2 separate regions of the Hordeum vulgare genome follow, and region 2 is linked to region 1. The links are chromatin contacts, called in public Hi-C maps. All regions are on one chromosome and are shown on one strand. The core of a region is the stretch at or near the end of the contact, and the rest is flanking DNA. Distances in the headings are between cores, read along the strand shown.

Region 1 (3,288 bases), core at 17-2,516:
GCACGCGTGGACGTGGTGGTGGGGTGGGGCAGGCAGGCAGGCAGGCACAGGAGGACGCACCGAGGCGGCAGCGGCACCGGGACGAACTGACAGGCCAGCCTGGTCAAGCCCGGCCATACGACCCTCGCGCCGTGCGTGCCCGCCACACCCACACTAGCTGCTGCCTGGCTCCCGTGCGCTGGCATGGCATGGCATGCCAGACGGACGGCACCACCCCGGCCGGATGTGAACGAGATCCGCCGCGGCCTCCTCCGGATGGCTTCCATTTGGCGCGCACCGGCGGACGAAAAGGGGTTCCCGCGGCTCTGCTTTGTCTTCGGAAACGAAATGTGCATCTGTCTATGTGTTGTGTTCGTGGGAGGGGGGATTTGGGGGCGGTAATAAGGAAGGAGACAAATTTTGTTCTTGTTTAAGGTTAAGTTTTCCTTTTTTTTCCCCTTGTGATGGCCGATGGAGGGATGGACGGATCACTCACCTCGAGGCTGGGCGGGCCGTGGCGGGCCCAACGAGGCAATGTTGCAGTTGGCGCGCCGCCCGGTGATCGTCGGGTTCGGGTCCTCCACCGCCCGGCGCGCCGCCTCCGCCTCCCGGAACGTCACCTGTTGCGCCATGCGTCGGTCCATCTCGTTAGGCGCGAGGGAGCAAGAATTCTTACAGCATGCCGCGCGCGCGCGGCGAGGCCGGGGAAAGAGGAGGAGGGGAGGGGAGGGGAGAGAGCGCGCGGCTTACGAATCCGTAGCCCTTGGAGCGGCCGGTGAGGCGGTCCGTGATGACCACGGCCTCCAGGATGTCGCCGTACTGCTCGAAGTGCTGCCGGAGCCCCTCCGACGGCGTCTCCCACGCCAGCCCGCCCACGAACACCTTGGTCTGCGTCGTGTCGCCGAACCGCGACCGGTACGCAGACGCCGTCGACGACGACGCCGCCGCCATCACGCCCCCCCGCCCGCCCGCCTTGCTCCGAGTCGACGCAACAAGGAAGCTTGCCTCCGTGGAGGGCGATCTTGCTAGCCCTCGGTGAACCAGGTTGCGCGCACGGTTGAACTGGCTGGTTAATTCCGGCGCGCCGCCCTCAGTGCGCGCGCGCGCTCTTGCTGTGCTCTGTGTGGCTGCCTAGGCAGTGGCGGGGCGCACTGCCATATATAACCGAGCTCGCTGTGATGTGCTGGCTTAATGATCAGAAGCGGTGGTGGAGAAGGATTCTGATCAGTCGGCAGTTGCAATTGGGGTGGCCGGTGGAGATGGGAGGGAGGGAGGGGGAGGGAGGAGGTTCAGTGGGGAGGGAGGAGAGACAGGCAGGCGCAAGGGGTTGTGCGCTGGAAGAGACGGTTAGGGTGGGGTGACAGCTATGTGCAGCCTTTTATACTGTTCCTTTTCCTCCCTTTTCCTCCCCTTATGAGCGCCCTCTCTATTTTTGTCCCTCAAACCCACATCTCATTTGATTTCAAGGAGAAATCTTGTATTTTCCTTTTAATTGAAAGAGAACTACTCTAGTGTTTCCTCTTCAGAAGACGAAAAAAAGGCGCATTTCCTTTGTGATGAACTCGCGTGCTTCAAATGGGTGCCTCGGCGTAGCCCCGCAAGGAAGTGATGATTTGGTAGAAAAGAGGGTTGCCCGTGCTAGCTAGGGTGACGACAAAAGAAAACCGCGAGCAAGAAGCACCACGCTCCACCTCAGTTCGACGTGTTTTCGCTACTGCCAGAGGATGGATTACAAAGAATACTTGAAACACGTGTCGTAGGAAATGGATGAAGAGGCGACGGGAAGGTGGGGTCCATACGAATACCTCTACACCGCACATAGAGAAAACATATGGATCCATACAAATATCGCTACACCGCACATAGAAAAAGAGTGCATGAACCGCGTGGAATGCATCTCGTTGCCCCATTGATTTCACTAAACAGTGGGCCTGCAATTGCGAGATGCACGTACCTAGTACACCATTTGGGTAAAACAATAAGTTTTGCAAACAACATATATGCACACTATGTAATACTCCTATATATTGCTACATAAACAAGCTCCCCACGTCTCATGACCACAGGAAACGCCTATACAAGAATTGGTGTCAAGTGACAACATCGGTAACCTTTGATCCTAGATCATATCATGCTATTCTGCTAGAAGAAATATCTACTTTGATGCTCGGTCAAACTGAGCTACTGGTCAAGCGCAATATAAACAACTGAGTTATTACTCACTCCGTCCGGGTTTATTAGGGCCCCTCTTTTTTGGGGGTCAAATTTGACCATCTATTTAGCTAAAAAAACATATGTTATAAAAACCATATTATTGGATTTGTATTTGAAATAAGGGGGGGGGGGGGGGGGCTCATAAACCCTGGCAGAGGGATATTGACAGTAGCCTCCACAATAGTCAGGACTGTGTTGCCATGTTCAATGTTTCCTTAAAAAAAAAAAGTTTACCACATTACTCCTTGAGGTTTACAACATCTTGTCCCATTTCTTTGACTAGCATCTTCGTTATTTATGGTATAAACTAAAGACTGAATCGAAATTTCATTTAACCAAACTTTCGGTTTTCTAAAAAAATCATGGACTTTTAGCATGAACAGTGCATATGCTAAAAAGGCCCCATATTTTTTAGAACTTATTTTAATGTATTTTGACTAAAAAAATTACACACATGTACATTATGTCTCTAGGTATGTGTGCATTTTTTTTTAGAATTTTAAAAATTGAAAATTTTGAATTTTGAATTTTTCAAATTAATTTTTCCATGAACCTCGGTCTCCATTTGGAATTTCTGAGCAAATGACTGCCAATTGGTCAATGCTATTAACTAGCCATAAAATGATTCTAAGCATGGCTAACTATTACTTCAGCAGCAAGGGCAGTGCAAGCAAGACGATGAAGACGCCATGGAAACATGCCGGCAGATCCGCTGCATAGCAGGGGAGATGAGAAACGCCAAAAGTCCAAACGTCAATTTCGGTAGACAACACGCGGACTCACGTAGGATCCAGCACATTCCCTTGCTGTCCAAGTTACCATCGGCAGTAAACATTAGCCGGCGAGAGCCATCGAACAACGAATAATCCTATATCCTATTGTACAAAGTTGTAAGTATAGTAGTATTTGGCGAGAAGCTTCGGGGTTTGGATTCTTGCATGCGTACTTGCCACCGCGCTATGGTGCAACTTCTTCAACTGGACGTGCATGGACTAGTGTCGTTGCCATCCAGGTAGGTGACATGTATCCACCTCAGGAGGCAAGTGCATATCTAAACCCGTCGTAAGTTTCCAAGGACAAGGGGCATTGAAATGT
Region 2 (3,504 bases), core at 601-3,100, 260 kb after region 1:
TTCCCTCTCCTATCCGGTCACTTGGTCACTGACCGGGCGCGTCCACAAGCATATGAGGGGTCCGGCTGTAGATGCTCTTAGAGTAGTTATCTTCTAATCACTCATGCAGGCATGCAACCAAACACGAGGTGAAAATTGTTTTTCGATGACAAGACCTCATATGCAGGGACCTAACAACACGCAAATGTTGCATTTTACCCTGTATTTCCTCAAACAGACCCCGTTGAGTCTGTCTCGTTTTTCGATGCAACCACCCCAAAATCGGTGCGACAACCAAACGAGCGTGATAAAATCATCAACGCGCATGACGTAGGGCCATTTCTTTTGGAGTTTCTAGAAGCTTATTGCAGAAATAAGCTAGAAGCCAAAAATAACTCGTTTTGGAGAAGCTAGCTCACCTTATTTGCAACCCTCTTTTCTTCACAATGGGAACAAAGCTGGGGAGAGTAGCTTACATCAGCTTATGACTTAAAATCGAAGGGGTATAGCAAAAGGGCACCGTTCCTCGCTGATATTACAGAGAAAATGCCCCTCCTAGCCCCCCACACACAAAGGAAGAAAAAAACTCCATGACCTGGCCGCGCCTCGATCCCCCTCGCTCTCGCACTAGACCTCGCGCCTAGGTTTCGCCATCGCCTAGCGACGTCGCCGCTCCCAGGCCTTTCGCTCCAGGGCCGCCGCTCCCTTCACTTCCCTTGGTCGCTCTCACCCCCGCCATGGACGGTCTTAGCTAGCCGCCATCCATCATGGTGCTCCACTCGTCCTGCGTCGCCGCTCCTCGCCCTTCCCTCCGGCATCGCTGCTCAAGGCCCTTCAATCTGACGTCACCGCTCCCCGCCCTTCCCTCCGACGCCCCCGGTCATCTTGTCCTAGTTCGCCGCCTCCCAATTCGCTCTCCTCATCCAGGATGCCGCCTCCAAGGTCGAGCTAACCCTGGTCAAGCTCGTGCACTGTATTGATTGAGACTGATCATCGATGACAGGCTGCATTTTTTTGTTGAGATTAAACAGTTTTGATAGTGTGTGATTGTGTGTGCTATGTGAGAATTCTATTATTCTTTTGTGTGCTATGTGAGACAGTGAGCATATTTGAGATGATAACTGCAACTGAACATATTTGATAGTTGTACACAATGAGCATTTCGTTCGTGAACATAGTATTTAACAGCAAATAGTGAGCATTTCGTTTATACGCGAGACAATGACCGCTGCTGATATTTGTTAGTCTAAATTTTGCTATGTGGTGCTTTGGGCAGATTGTGTAACTTCGATTATAACATATTGTGGTGTTTGGAAGTCAAATTTATATTCATATGAACAACAAAATGATCACACACAATTTAATCGGATCAATGATATAGTCAAAGGGCGTTATAGACTTTTCACATACCATATCACACACAAGTTGAGAAAACAGACATTGAAAAACGCTGACTAGCTTATTATTTGAAGTTTATTTTCGTCGAAGCTTATTCACAGCTTATATTTTTATAGAAGGTTATTTTCACAACATGCCTAGTAAGAACTGGCCGTTACCACCCACCATGTTCGTCACTGCCTTGTGGGCCCCGCGGAAATTCACGGGGGTACCCCCACAGCTGGCCCTCAGAAAGGGCGAGAGATTTCGAACGTTTGAACTTTCGAATCCCGCGGCTCTTCGCCTGGGACGCCCACCATCCCAGGACCCAGCCCATGCGCCCGTCCACACCCAACGAACACACCAGAGACCAGATCCCTCGTCGAACGGTCCAGACGCCCGCGGTCCATACACCAGGTCCTCGCACAATCTTCCGCTGGCACCCACAAGCCACAAGTCTAATTTATAGGCCGCCGCAGCTTTCCCCTCCCAATCCCATCCATTCTCTGTTTCCTCCGCCTCCCCCAGCAGTTCAAACCACGAGAGAGAGCGAGAGAGAGAGAATCGAGGGGAGGGAGGAGATGGCCGGAGCGATCGCGTACGAGGAGCAGCGGCGGAGGCAGGTGGAGGAGAACAAGCGGAAGCTGGAGGAGCTCAAGCTGCACCACCTCTCCGCCGCCGTCAGGGAGGCCGCCACCCCCAAGCCCTCGCCGGTCAGATCCGCCGCCCCCCTCCGCTTCGAGTCGTATCCTCGGCCGTTTCTTTGTTGACTCGCCTGGTACTGGGTCGGTGTCGCAGGCCAAGTCGGTGAAGCGGAAGCGGGTGCCGCGTGAGGACGGCGAGGACGCCCCGGTCCGGCGGTCCGGCCGCGTCGCCAGCCTCCCCGAGCAGCCCAAGTACCGATTCGAGGTGAGGCCGCGGAGCTTGTTTCCTTCTTTTTTCTTTGCCTTCATTCGACTGCTAACTGAAGGATGCATCTTTCATGTGATCTGTGCAGGATGTCTTTCATGTCCTCGAGAAGAAGATCAGGAGGTAATGTCTCGCCCAATTCTCCCTCTCCCGCGATAAACCCAATGCATATTCAGTAATCCCCATTTCTTGATTTGCTTCGAGCAGGGGGAGCAGGAAGACGACCAGCACAAGGAGTGATTTGATTAATCGAGTGTACGCTACAGACGTGGCCAGAGAATATGCCATTGCCAAGGCCAAAGAGCTGCAGGCCAAGCTAGAATCCGCCAGTTTTGTCAGGCCCATGACGCAGTCACATGTCACCGGAGGGTTCTGGCTGGTAAGCGAAAGGCTCCCGCCATTTCGTTCAGTTCACTCGCTGATCTTAACCGACGACGTGTTGGTAATTGTGTGGGGTTGTTCATTTGGATTGCTGGCAGAGCCTCCCGATGCCCTTCTGCCGGAAGCATCTCCCGAAGCGTGACGAGAGACTCATTTTGGAGGATGAGCAGGGTGTCGAGTCCGAAACGCTCTACCTTGCGCCTAAGAACGGCCTCAGTGCCGGATGGAGAGGGTTCGCCATCCAGCACGACCTGGTTGATGGTGATTGTCTGGTTTTCGAGCTGATCGACCGGACAAAGTTCAAGGTGAGATTCCGAATATCTACCTATGGAACGCTGTGTCTGGTGAGAATGGATGTGCATTTCATACAATTTCTGCAGAATTCCGTTCCAGCTGCATCTTACAATTCCAGAATTTTTTGAAGCTTTCATGTTTGGTGGTTTGCTGTTGCCATTATCATGAATCTTCCACAATATTTGTACACCTAATGGTGTGAAGTTGATCGAGTTAATTCATGAGAAATTCTTGTTATGATGTTGAGCTGCAGATCTATTTACAAATGAATAAGAACCTTGCGTACGATGTCTAATTATTTAAACAGAATGACAAATTGGATCTGTTTATTGCTGGAAACATTACGATTCAACATCCCTACATCATTCCTTCATTCTAAAAGCAGATCGTAGAATGCTTATAATTACACGCTTCCTTGCATCTTGCCTCTGATTGGAAGTACTTTTTGAAAAGATTACCAGCTGGGAAATCATGTGTGTCACTGCTAACAATGCTGCCTTTGTTATGTAAATGATGCAGGTCTACATTATCAGACAAAGTTCCTACTATGAACCATGACTTATG

What was found. Hi-C and Micro-C count contacts between places; a contact is called where the count stands out from the background.
Region 2: a Hi-C map of leaf shows a contact between it and region 1, with 5 times the contacts expected there. The contact joins the promoter of LOC123412799 here to the promoter of LOC123412021 in region 1. A contact is called at or near these places in 2 of 6 Hi-C or Micro-C datasets (both in leaf).

The regions. Positions count from the first base shown.
Region 1 is chr7H:84,757,510-84,760,797 of MorexV3_pseudomolecules_assembly, forward strand. LOC123412021 (RNA-binding protein 24-like) reads right to left here and starts at 1,267. Exons shown (of 6, transcript XM_045104974.1): 1 at 730-1,267; 2 at 476-599. The coding sequence starts at 930.
Region 2 is chr7H:85,013,793-85,017,296 of MorexV3_pseudomolecules_assembly, forward strand. It overlaps LOC123412799 (B3 domain-containing protein Os06g0194400), which reads left to right and starts at 1,851. Exons shown (of 7, transcript XM_045105743.1): 1 at 1,851-2,069; 2 at 2,155-2,265; 3 at 2,354-2,388; 4 at 2,473-2,644; 5 at 2,745-2,951; 6 at 3,460-3,504. The coding sequence starts at 1,938. The coding sequence ends at 3,498.